Regions from separate parts of the Cricetulus griseus genome. Here region 2 is linked to region 1. Evidence: chromatin contacts called from public Hi-C data. All regions are on one chromosome and are shown on one strand. Each heading gives the region's core, a stretch centred on a gene start, on an enhancer-like site or on the middle of the called end of the contact. The rest is flanking DNA. Distances are from core to core; before and after follow the strand shown. Region 1 holds the start of Fam102a (protein FAM102A). Region 2 holds the start of Cdk9 (cyclin-dependent kinase 9).

Evidence for each region. Hi-C and Micro-C count contacts between places; a contact is called where the count stands out from the background.
Region 2: a contact with region 1 is called in a Hi-C map of the CHO-K1 cell line, with 7 times the contacts expected there. The contact joins the promoter of Cdk9 here to the promoter of Fam102a in region 1. A contact is called at or near these places in 2 of 8 Hi-C or Micro-C datasets (both in the CHO-K1 cell line).

The regions. Positions count from the first base shown.
Region 1 is chr6:144,253,018-144,259,490 of CriGri-PICRH-1.0, reverse strand. Fam102a (protein FAM102A) reads right to left here and starts at 3,910. Exons shown (of 11, transcript XM_027423804.2): 1 at 3,427-3,910. The coding sequence starts at 3,572.
Region 2 is chr6:144,422,463-144,428,935 of CriGri-PICRH-1.0, reverse strand. Cdk9 (cyclin-dependent kinase 9) reads left to right here and starts at 3,965. Exons shown (of 7, transcript XM_027423792.2): 1 at 3,965-4,157; 2 at 4,620-4,701; 3 at 6,006-6,096; 4 at 6,344-6,473. The coding sequence starts at 4,066.

The DNA.
Region 1 (6,473 bases), core at 2,661-5,160:
AATATGGCAAGCCAAAGGACCAATGCCATCAAAAAGCAGGGCCCCTGGGAGGTTTGGGATCCTTCTGACCTGCAGGCCACTTGGACACATTAGTGTCTGACAGACTCACCACACTCAGATGGGACTTCTGTATGCTCCTGGATACCCTCCAAACTGGAAAGCCCTCCCAGCTACCACTTGGATTATCTTCTTGAGAGGCCCCAGGCAAGGACACATGGCAAATGCCCACTGTGCCCCAGTGATTGCCTAAGCCTGATCACAAATACATAGTGATTACTTTAGCTCCCTTCACCTTATAGTCTTGGGGATTCTATATTTACCTTGAGCTACACAAAACCCAGTTTAGTGCCTCTATACTGTCCAGCTCCAGATTCTGCCACCCAACCCACTGAAAGAAGCCTTTGTGAGGTCTGAAATGTCACATGGGTCTGTTGCCACCAAGGCAAGGCAGGGCTTTGAATGGGAACTGCTGCAATCAAGTTCTATCTCTGCTACACAGACCCAGTCACTTCATCTTTCCTGACCTCAGTGTCCTCACCTACAAGTTCCTTAGAGAGGTATCTGGCTCATGGTCAGATATTTGAGTGGCTCAGCAAGTCCCTGTGTATTGGCAAGCAAACAATCAAAGGAAGCCACTGTGAGAGAAGAACTGTTTCCTTACTGTCATTTACCACCTGGTAACCTCCAGCACGTGGCTTTACCTCTCTGGTTTCAGTGTCTCTCCAAACGGTTGGGGAGGATTAATGGGGATACCCTGCACAAAACACTCAGCACTATGCCTGGCACAGTGTGGGCACTAAGAGCCTGGTTGTTGCTCCTAAGGCCGTGCTAGAAGATGAAGCTAAGGAACAACCCCAGGAGTCACCTGTTCCAACTGGGTCAGGTGGAGTTGAGTACCAGTTGTTGCCATGGCACTCAACACACTGGAAAACACCAGCCAGGAAGGTAGGTGTTGCAGGGGTGGGGTCTAGGACTGCTGTCAGTCTGATACCACCCATGCTGCCAACAGCACATCAAAAGATCCAGATGTCCCTGGGGTTGGGAAGATGTGCTGCCACATCTAGGCCCAGGATCTAAGCAAGTCCAGTCACCTCAGTCCCTACCCCAATAAGCTCACAGCAGTGGAGGGGTGGCCCAGGCTCCTGGGCTAAAGGATCAATGTGAGAGGGGTGTGGTAGAGGGAATAGCAACCTAGGAACCCCCACCCCCTGGGTAAAAGCCCACAAAAGCCAAAGCCACTTCAAAGTGGCTCAGGTTCCAACATCACTGCTCTCTACAGCTACAGCTGCAATACCCAGGTGTCTAGAATCTAAGTGCTCAGCCTTGGGCCTCAATGCCAGCTATTTCTCTTTAGCAAAACAAACACACACACCACACACACCACACCCACCCACCCACACAAGGCTTTATCCAGGATGGGAACTGGGAAAGGCTGCCTAGGCTCAGCTGGGCTCAGAGAATCTGGTCTTTTGCCAGGAGGAAGAAGGGGAAACAGAGGTGAAATCCAGAGCCATGTGTGCTAAGTCCCAGAACTTTCCAGACTTTCCAGGATGTGGGGGCAAGTTGGGGCAAGGGAAAAAAGCTGACGGGTAGGGTCTTAGTGGCTAGCTAAGGATCTAGGCAGATAGGTGAAACTGCAGCATGCGCTTGGTGCAAATTCCTTGGTACAGTTGACAAAAGGACCTCTGCTAATTAAGAGATGTCGTCCAGTATACACCACCCCTCCCCCCATCCACTCTCCAACCCCACCCTGAGTCAATGAACTGGGGTTAGAGGGAGCTGGGGTCTGGGCCCCTTACAATATAGTAGCTACTGTAGCACCTTCTCTAGTCAGACATGGTGCACTCTCCACCCCCCTCACACTGAAAGGTGGGTATTACTTCCCCATTTTACAAAAGAGGAAACTGAGGCTCAGAGGCACAAGGTAGCAGTTAAAGCCACCCTCTCTGAGCCTCTATTTTCATCTCTGTAAATGCTCCCCAGACCCCACCTCTACTGCTCCATGGCCCAGTCAAGAGGTTAAGAGGAGCTAGTAAAACAGCAAGCAGAGCACCAACAACTGCTGGCTCTTGAGATATGGGATCAGGGAGACTCTGTAATTCACCCAGAGCCTGAAAGTGGCTGACTCCAGGCCCATCTCTGAGCACAACCCTCTGACACTGTGCTGTTTACAGGCTTCACGGGCTGCAGACTGTAGCTACCCCACCACAAAGGGCACCCCTTGTCCAAATTCCTCAGATAAGCAGCTCCGAGCAAAACAGGAGGCTCAGTGCATAGAACAGGCATTTCACTCTATCCACACAGATTCCAAAATCTGAATCAGGCCACATAGCTTCTCTCCTCCCAGCAGATTCACCCAACAGGTCTCCTAACAGGCAGTTTGGCTGACAACTGTCTCACTCAAGGTCCCTGGCAACTATTTACTTCCTCTTTCTGGAGCCCATTATCCCAATCAGTAAAACACACCTCTGAGATCTCAGAATAGTGAGGCATCTCCAGCTAACTAAGCCCACAAAACCTAAGGAACAAAGGGCAGACTAGGTAAGAGGAGGAGAGTATCCCAGGCCTTGGGCCAGGTGCTGTATTGTGGGCCTATCTACTGCAACTTTTTTCCATATCTCTGATGGAGAAATCTGTGTGATCCACTGTGCACAAGAGGGAACAGGAACCCAGAAGGAGCCAGAACTTGACTCCCCTTCCTCATCAGTTGGACTCCAAGGGCCTCAGCAGGCAGGCTAGGACTGTGTGGCCCTAGTGAGATCAATCTGCAAAGGGTAGACTAAGAACTTGGATTTCATTCAGAAATAAGCTGGGAAACTGGACCTACCAGGATGGGGAGGACATAAAACCTAACTGGTCTTTCACAGAGGAAGGCAGTCTTCTGGCAAGGACGTTTGCAATGCAAAGCAGCCCAGCTTCAGCCAGTGGAGGGCAGTCACTCAGAGGGGGCTGGGCAACCCAAAAACCTGCCACCACCCTCAATCAGATCCAGGGAGTGCCTGGGACTGGGTTTTCCCAGCCATGAGGAAAATGCCAGAAAACCTGTGGCTGGCCTAAGCTCTCAATCATATGACAGCCACAGGGGCCAGCTTGGTGGTAAGGTGGCCTAGGGCACTCCTACTTACTCCCTCAAAGAGCAAATTTCATTCAGTCCTCTCCATGCAAGTTTGCAAAATGGGTGACTTGGAGAATGCATTCAGGGCCCTAAAAGGTTTCTGGCTGGTAACCTGCAGATAAGCGCCTGGCACAGTGCCAGCCCCAAGTACTGCCTCGAGCAAATCTTCCCCCAGACACGTATAACGCCCGGAAGTCCCTTGCCGTCCCGACCTGAGGCTTCCACATTTACCAAGATCTCATTCAGCAGCACCCCCCCCCCACACACACACACACAGCCTCCCCTGCAAACACAAAAGCCTCAAGGCCTACCTGGACGACAAACTGACAAAATCCCCGCCATCCAGCAGCCGGACTTTGCAAAAGAGGACCCCGTTCACGAAGGGGACCGCAGTCAGCTCCTCCAGGGTGAAAGTGGTTTGGAATTTGAATTTCTTCTTCTTCATCAAAAAAGCCATGAGCGAGTTCCCTGAGTCTTAAGCCCGCAGGGCACAAAAAAAAAAAAAAAAAAAAAAAGAGGGGATCCCAGAAATCCCCAGGATTCCTTTCCCTATACCACACCCCCCTCCTCAAAAAACACCAGGGCCGGATCCAGTCCAGATGGCGGCGGAGGCTGCGGGGCAGGAGAAGATCTGAGTCCGGAGCCCGGCGTCTGGGAGACCAGTCCTGTGGGCCGGCTACTTTCACCTTCGGGGGGCCCGGGCTCCACCGGCATGTAAACAGCGAGGCGCGGCCCCGGCAGCGGGCGGCTCGTGAGCAGGCAGCAGCATCCCGAACCGCGGGACCAGGCGGACCGGTGAGACTGAGACTGCCGGGCGAGCCGCGGGAGGCCCGGGCTGCGGCCCCGCCTCCGCCCCGCTGGCGGCCGGGGGAGGCGCCCAGCGGCGCACACGCCTCCGCACCTGGCGCCCCGCGGCCTGCGCAGGTGAGGCCCCGGGAAGCGGAAGCCACCTCAGCGACCGCCCGGGCTCCGCAGGGACCTCTCCGGGAGGCTCTGCCGGGCGGGGAACCTGGCCGGTCGGCCTCCGGCTCAGTCCCGGGACCCACGCCGCGCCTGCTCTGACCGAGCCTGAGGCGCCTTCCGACCCAGCCGGGTGGCTTCTGCCTCGTCCAGCACCCCAGGATCACAGCGGCGCCGTCGCCCGCACCACCGGACGCAGCCGGCTGAGCCCGACGCACCTCGGCGCCGCTCGGAGAATGCCGAAGCCCCGGCGCGGCCGCCCGCCGAGCAGCGGCCAAGCGCGGCAGGGGCGGGACGCTCGAGCCTCACAGCCCACCCGCAATTGGACGGACCGACTTTACAAACGCCAATTTCTACTGGCTGGCGGTGGCGTGGGGCGGGGCTCGAGGAGGCAGAGCCGGTTCGGGGCGCTCGGATTGGTGCACTCGCGGAGCTGAACCCGCCTCCTTGAGACGAGCCGGGGTGGGGGGTGAAGGGGACGGAGAAGGGTGGGAGGTCGCGGGTGGGGGCCGGCACAGGCAGGAGCGGGAGGAGAGCGCGCGCGAGGCCAAGAAACGAAGAAACAATGACTTGGAGAAACCATCTGGAAACTAAGGCTGGAACGACCTGCCCGGGTCCCGCCAAGACCTGAGCTCGTTGAGCAATAAAGCAGGCTGAGGAGGTAGTGAACCCATTTCTCAGGAAAACGACCCTCTTAAAGAGGTGGCCCAAGATCCCAGCAGGTCGTTCTTGCCTCTGAATATGACAAGCGTCTGCCCTGGCGTTGCCGTTTGTGAGGAGCCCTGCAGCCTTATGACCCAGCTTGCCTCGTTCCAAGCTGTTATCTAAGGCTTTTGTTCTTCAGTTTCTGGGATAGTTAGCGCTAGATTAACTGCTCTGGAGGCAGAGGACACTTTGGGGAGCCTCGTTCTCTCCGAGCCATCGGCGTTTTGTAATTCTTTGCATCCGGTCCGCCAATGTGTAGGGGCTCTGCCTGGTGGGCTTCTCTTCTACCCCTCCAAGCAGAGCGGATCACAGGGGGCTACAGCCAATTGAAGACCTTAAGTAGACGTATGGGAAAGTCAGAGGAGGCGTTGGGCTTTTGGTTTGGGAAGGAAACTCAAAGGAGGGGTTTAGTGACGGCCACCCGAGGCCTGAGGGCCAGGCAGCGTGGTACTAACAAAGTTTTGAGCACCCCCCTGGACGAATTCTCATTTGAGAGAATGGAAGATCAGCCTTGTCGACCAGAGTAAAGAGGGAGCTACCATCTGTTTTGTTTTGTGTTTTGAGCTAGATAGTGACTTGCTTGTTCTGGCCTCAGGTAATGGGGAACTGGTGAGTGAGGCCACTTTTGATTCCCGAAGGAGATAAGGCCTTCAGGACCTCACTGTGGAGACCTAGAGTGGGGTTGCAGCACTCAGAGGCAGAAGCAGGTGGATGTCTGTGAGTTTGAGGCCAGCCTGGTCTACAGAGTGAGTTCCAGGAGTCAGGGCTACACAGTTGATTGGCATTCAAGATGCAAATTCTCTGCTGGATTTGATGTTTGGACATGTGAGTGAAAACTCCCATTCCTGAGTTTGCATTTCAGTATCATGGGTGGCAATCTTGTCTCTCTTTATTGTCCCATAAAGTAGAAAACACAGATTGAAGAAAAAGTAACAGATCCAGTGCTCCCTGAGGTAGCTATACATCTCCTTTTACAGGTGGAGAAGTAGAGGCCTAAAGGCTTTGTCCTTTTAAAAATAGGTTATAGCCAGGCAGTAGTGACACATGCCTTTAATCCCAACACTCAGGAGTCAGAGGCAGGTGAATCTCAGTGACTTGAGGCCAGCCTGGTCTACAAAGTGAGTTCCAGGACAGCCAGGACTGTTACACAAAGAAACCCTGCCTCAAAAAAAAAAAAAAAAAAAAGTTGTATTTATTTATGTGAATGAGCACATGTGACACAGTGTCTATGGAGGTCAGAATACAATATGTCCTCTCCTTCCACCATGTGGGTCCTAGAGATTGAATTTAGGTCATCAAACTTGCAGCAAGCACCTTTACCTGAGTCTTTTTTGTTGTTGTTGTTTTGTTTTGTCTGTTGTTTCATTTTTTTTTTTTTCTAGACAGGGTTTCTCTGTATTGCTTTGGAGGTTGTCCTGGAACTCTCTCTGTAGACCAGGCTGGCCTTGAACTCACAGAGATCCACCTGGCTCTGCCTCCCGAGTGCTGGGATTAAAAGTATGCGCCACCAACACCCGACATGGCTGAGTCTTCTTGCCAGTAGTGTCTACATGTTTTTAGCCCAGGTTGGCCTCAAACTGACTATGAACCTAGGGATGATCTTCCTGCCTTTATCAATTCAGCCCTTGGATTACAGGCTTGTACTTCCACACCAGACTTGGCTTAGAGGGCTTAAATTCTTTGGCTGGACTTC
Region 2 (6,473 bases), core at 2,716-5,215, 170 kb before region 1:
CTCTTATTCAAACCACTATACCTGGTAAAGTCAAAAGCTGGAGTTCAGCTAGTGACACACTCCCTTAATCCCAGCTCATGGGAGGCAGAGGCAGGTGGATCTTTAGGAGTTCAAGGCCAGCCTAGAAAAGCACTTTACTACAGGATTTTAATTTCTGGGTTTTGTTTTGTTTTGTTTTTCTGAGACAGGGTTTCTCTTTGTAACAGTCTTGGCTGTCTGAGAACTTGCTTTGTAGGCCCGGCTAGCATTGAACTCACTGAGATCCAATAACCTCTGCCTCCCATGAGCTGGGATTAAAGGTGTGTGTCACCATGCCTGGTTTTATTTTTTCATTTTTTAGAGAAGGTCTCTCTGAGATTTTGTTTGTTTTTGTTTTTCCGAGACAGGGTGTCTCTGTGGCTTTGGAGGCTGTCCTGGAACTAGCTCTTGTAGACCAGGCTGGTCTCGATCTCACAGAGATCCACCTGCCTCTGCCTCCCAAGTGCTGGGATTAAAGGTGTGTGCCACCACTGCCCGTGTCTCTCTGAGATTCGAAACTAGACTTGAACTTACTCTTTAGCCCAGACAAGCCCTGAACTTTCAACCTTCCTGTTTCATCAATTTAGTATCTGGGATTCCTGTCCACCAGACCTGGCTTCCTTAGCTGTTAAATGGCTATAGACTTGAGGTGTCATCAGCCAGCCAGTCAGCAGGTCTTTTCTGAGGTTGGGTCACATGCTGGGCCTTGGTGGTTTTGGCAATCCACAGAAAACAGGCAATATCTGAAGCCAACAAAGCAGAAGCCAAAGTGGATTCAAAATGGATAATTTCACTCCACTTCCCTCCTGGATTTACCAGTTGTGAAGGTACAAGGTTCCAGACCTGGACAGCCTTCCAAAGCCCCCTGATCATTCTTGTTTCCCCTATGGAGGGCTGAGGGCCCTAGGCTCTGAGGGGAAGTGACTGGAAGATGTCAGGGCTCTTGTTGAGGGTAGAGGTGACAACATCACAGGAAACTCTGCTAAAGCCTCTTTCTGCCCACAGGATGTGACTTAGGGAGGGCTCATGAGAAATAGGCACCAGCCTATAGCCTAAAACGCGGGACAGTAGCACCCACACAAGCCCAGGACAGCCTCCTCCCATCAATGCTACTGTTGCTTTACCACATTTCCCATGATCACCAAGGCAGATGAGATTGTACCCAAGTTTTGCCCTGGTTGGGAAGGACCTTGACATAAGTCACTTTTTGGAGTTTATGCCAAACTTACCTGATTCAAAACCAGTGTGGCGGGCTGGAGAGATGGCTGAGAGGTTAAGAATACTGGCTGTTCTTCCAGAGGTCCTGAGTTTAATTCCCAGCAACCACATGGTGGCTCATAACCATCCGTTATAAGATCTGGTGCCCTCTTCTGGTGTGCAGATATATATAATAAATAAAATCTTAAAAAACAACAACAACAAAAAAAAAAAAAACAGTGTGGGCACCGGCTAGTTGTCTGACCATGGCTCAACACTTTCATCTCTGAGGGTCAATGTCCACATTGCACAGTGGAGGTGAGAGTGGTGCCCTCTGCATCCATCTGACAATAGAAATAACTCCCACACAGGGCCATGTAGGGCTTAGCCACTTATTTTCTTTCTATAACTGTAAATACTGCAATTACTCTCTCCCTCTTATCGCTGACTTTTCCCCTCCCTGCTTCTTGCTTCAGATAAGCAGTAGATCCATGAAGGTAGGCTCCAGGTCATTCCTGGACATGCGCCTTGATTTCCTGAAGCCCTGGCTGGCCCAGTGGAGTACCTTGAAAGGCCTCCTTGGCAGGACCCTTCTAACAGTAGGTACTCCTGGGACACTAGGCTCACCAAAACCATTCTTCCTTCCAAGAAGCTTCATGCCCAGACAATGTGGGATAAAACTGGAAAGCAACCGAGGGAAAAAAAAAAAGAAGAAGCCAGGCAGTGGTGGTACATGCCTTTGAGGAGACAGAGACAGACAGATCTCTGAGTTCAAGACCAGCCTGGTCTACAAGAGCGAGTTTCAGGACAGCCTCCAAAGCCACAGAGAAACCCTGTCTCGAAAAACAAAAACAAAACAAACAAACAAACAAACAAAAAAACTGGAAAGCAATGCTGGTCATAATGATGTCTGGAGATTAACATAAGGGGATAGTCTAGAGTTTAAGGGTCAGCCTAGACTACTCAATGAGCATCAGATCAGTGAGGACTATGTAACATGACCCTGTGTCAATCAAAACTAGAGGGGTAAGCAAACCGGAAGACTTCCTGCAGCCAACCCTGGGGAGTGGGGTGCTAAGAGGAATCCCAGCTCTGAAGGCAGGAGGGCTTGGGAATCTGGTAAGCAGCAGGCAGTTTTCCAGACCCAGCCCAGGAGCTGAAACGCTGGAAAGATCCTCAGTGTCACACTCAGAATTTCAAGGCTGTAGAGGATGATATATCAGACTTCAGGGTGATCTGGAGCAGGCTGGAGTGAGACAGGGGGAGAAGCTAGGCTAGTGGAAGCAGGACTCAGGCTCCATCCTTGGGAGGGAAGCTGCTGGAAAGGAGGGGCAGATTGAGAAGCTAGGAACACCGCTTTGCTGGCTTGCATCTGGAGGCTCCTGGAACCTGGAAGATGATGGCGGAGGAGGGTATGACTGGAAGGAACTCAGGGCAAATGGCGGATATCAGTGCATAAGAACAAAGGGCCTCAAGTGTACTGTAAAAATGAAACATGAGAAACCTCTTCATAGCTAAAGTCAGCCTTGCCACTGTTCAACCTTGAGCAGACAACCTCCTATTTCTGAGTTGCCATTTCTTCTGTAAAATGGGTTAGTAAACCTTGGTCACAGGATAGGTTCAGGATTCAACCGGAACGCCCAGCATTTCTAAAGCATGCAGGAGTGCTGGATCAATGGTAACTATTTTTGCGAGGACCGACCCGGGACGAACAAGCTCTAGAGCAGCTCCATGAAGGAGGGTCTTGGGTCTCATCCCTGCCTCGCAGACAACACAAGATCCAGGGTTTAGGCCTGAGCGTTGTTCGCTCTCCGCCTCCAGTGTCGCCGCGCCCCCTGGCGGCCGTCAGTTGCCATGTCAACGGCGGGTGGCTGAGACGACGGAGGTGGCAGCGGGGGCAGTTCTCCCTTCCCAGGGCCTCGGGCCGCTCCCTCGGCACTTCCCGCCTTCGCTTCACCGGGAGCACACTCTCAGTCCGGGAAGAAGGGGCATTCCGTGGCAGCTGGCACTGGGGGGTAAACTGAGGCACGCGGCAGGGCGCCGCAGGCAGGTGTCTAGTGCAGGGCCCCACCTCCAAAGGCAGAGGAGGGGCTGTGGCAGTGACGCGCCGAGGGCGGACGCTGGACTGGGAGCGGGTGGGCGGGAGGCGGCGCGGCGGCGGGCGGCAGGTGCGGCCGCGGAGGGTGGGAGGAAGAGGGAGGGGGCGGGCAGAGGGGAGGGAGGCCAGGACGGGCACCTCCCCCCTTATAACGCGCCCCGATCCGGGCTTTCGGGCAGACTCCTCGTCGGCTCTCCCGTCTCGACCCCTTGCCCGGCTGCCCCGGGCCGGGCTTGGACAGGGAGCTCCCGCCCCCACCTCCCCAGGCCTTCCTCCCCACCCGCCGCCCCGCGCAGCCCGGCGGAGGCGGCGCCGTCGGAGGAGGAGGAGCAGGGCACTGCGGCTGGCCCCGGATCGGGAGCCAGAGCGGCAGCAGCTTCGGCAGCAGCGCGGCCCGGGCCAATGCAGCGGGACGCACAGCCGCGAGCCCCAGCCCCAGCGCCACGGCTCCCTGCGCCCCGATCGGAGCCGCTAACAGCGCTGGCGGCGGCGGCGGCGGTGGCGGCGGGGGCAGTGGCGGCGGCGGAGGCTCCTCTGCAGCTCAGGCGCCCCCTGGCCTCTCGGGAACTACAAGTCCCAGGGGGCCTGGCGGCGGGCGGAGACAGGAAGAGGCAGGCTCGGCACCTCGAGGCCGGAAGTGGCCTTGGAGGCGGAAGTGGCGCGGCCGCGGAGGGGCCTGGAGTGTGGCGGGACCGGGAGCGGCGGGAGCTGCGGCTGCGGGCGGCGGCGGCGGCGGCGCGCTGGAGGCGGCCATGGCCAAGCAGTACGACTCAGTGGAATGCCCGTTTTGCGATGAGGTCACCAAATACGAAAAACTTGCCAAGATCGGCCAAGGCACATTCGGGTAAGAGTAGGCCGCATGGGGCCGGGAGCCCAGGACCTGCACTTTTCAGAGCAGAAGTCGGGACGCCCGGGGCCTGGGCCAAGATGGTCCTGAAGCTTCTCTTTCCCTGGTTATGGCCTGGTGCCGCTAGGCAGAGCCGCAGACGGTCCCGGCCTAACCGAGCGGACCAGCGGGGAGGAGCCTGAGGCCCGGGATGGGGGTGGGGTAGGGTTGCCGAGAGGCGCCCAGAATGTGAGCGGAATCTCTCAGAGACACTCCTGGGGGAGGATCAGGGGCCGCGGGGAGAGCGCGGAGCCTGGGAGGGAGGCCGAAAACCACGAGGTGCCGAGTAGCGGCGTACCGGAGTCTCAGGCGGCGCCCAGCCGAGTATCTGGCCTCCTGCTGCCCCTGTTCGCGTGGGGGAGGGGCGGGTCCTGCGGAAATGCCTCACGGGTTCTCTCGGGTCTTTCTCTGTGCCTGCAGGGAAGTGTTTAAAGCCAAGCACCGTCAGACGGGCCAGAAGGTGGCTCTGAAGAAAGTGTTGATGGAGAATGAGAAGGAGGGGGTGAGTATGGTTTACTAGGCATTCCTTCCTAACTGTGTTTCCACATTCCTGCGTCAAAGACTTTGGTGCTGAGATTTTGTTAATACCTAGTGTTCTGCGATTTTCCATGTAACAAGGAATTTGGCTTACCACTTTCAGTTTTGAGTGGCAAAGTTTGGCGGAGGCCACGTGAGGGAGCGTATACTTTGCATGCAGTGCAGGTTGACTCTAGAAGGCAAGCCTTTAATTCAAACGTCTTTAGCGCCGGGTGTGGTGGCACACGCCTTTAATCCCAGCACCTGGGAGGCAGAGGCAGGCAGATCTCTGTGAGTTCAAGGCCAGCCTGGTCTATAGAGTGAGTGCCAGGATAGGCTCCAAAGCTACACAGAGAAACCCTGTCTTGAAAACCAAAAAAAAAAAAAAGAAAGAAAATCCTTAGCTTAGCGTTTGATTTTTGTTCTGTGTGAAGAGACAGTGTGTGCACAGGTCTTTGAAAGGGTGACTAAGTTCAAGGTGCTGTTTTGCTGCCCCTCTCCAAAATCTGGGTAGTTTGTTTTCATGCGTGTCTGTGTACAAAAGCTTGCCTGCTGCTTGAGGAGGCCAGAAAGCTGTGTTGAATCCTTTGGGACTAGAGCTAAAAAAGGTTGCGAACCACCATGTGGGTGCTGAGAATTGAATCTGTGTCCTCCAGCTAGTGTTTTTTGTTTTTGAAATAGGGTCTTTGCATGAGTTTTGTTTGTTTGATGTAGGATATATCTGCTTAGCTCTGGCTGCCCTTGAATTCACTATGTGGAGCAAGCTGACCTCAAACTCACAGAGATCCAGCTGCCTCTACTGGGATTATAAAATGCTGGAATTAAAGGCGAGGGCCATTGGCCATCTCAGTTTCAGGAAATTTCTTATCTTAACCCACAAGTGTTAGTAACAGACTTAAAATCTGTGTTTGGATTGTCTAAAATGAATTCCTAGCCCAGCATATAGGCTTCTTATTACAATCCCTGGACTCAGGCTAAAGGACTAGAATTATTCACAAAACAAGTTCAAGGCCAACCTGATCTAGATGGTAAAATGAGACGTTTGTATTACTATAAATCTTTATATTGTGTACTTGTAATAGTATGCAAATCTTTTCTCTCCCCACCTCCCGAGGCAGGATCTCAACTATGTAATCCTGCTGTGTGTACTCCTGGGTAATGGGATTGGATTGCAGACAGGAACTATTACACAGAAACCATACTGTTGCTTGCCTTTCAGCCTCAGCCTCACCCTCAGCCAGTTCCTTGGTCCTTTGCACACTCGTTTTAACCACTTTTTCTCCTCCTTAGTTCCCTATTACAGCCTTGCGGGAAATCAAGATTCTACAGCTCCTGAAACACGAGAATGTGGTCAACCTAATTGAGATTTGTCGAACCAAAGGTGTGTTTGGATCTTGTGAGCAAATGAGGTTTACCAAGTAAGGCTGTTTGCACCCCTGAGGTGGATGTGCTTAAACTGCCTCTTCCCCGCTCAGATTAACCACACTGCTTCCTCTGGTCTTTTTTTTTTTTTTTCCCTTCATTGGAGTTGGTGCTTTTCGTGGGTATCTGTGGGAGGGTTGGAAGTTGGCTATGAAAAAATTAGGTGGGTATAGGTCTTTGACCTCTCCCCCCCCATTCTGTATCAGCTTCCCCCTATAACCGTTGCAAGGGCAGTATCTATCTGGTGTTTGACTTCTGTGAGCATGACCTTGCTGGGCTGCTGAGCAACGTCTTAGTAAAGTTCACGCTGTCTGAGATCAAGAGGGTGATGCAGAT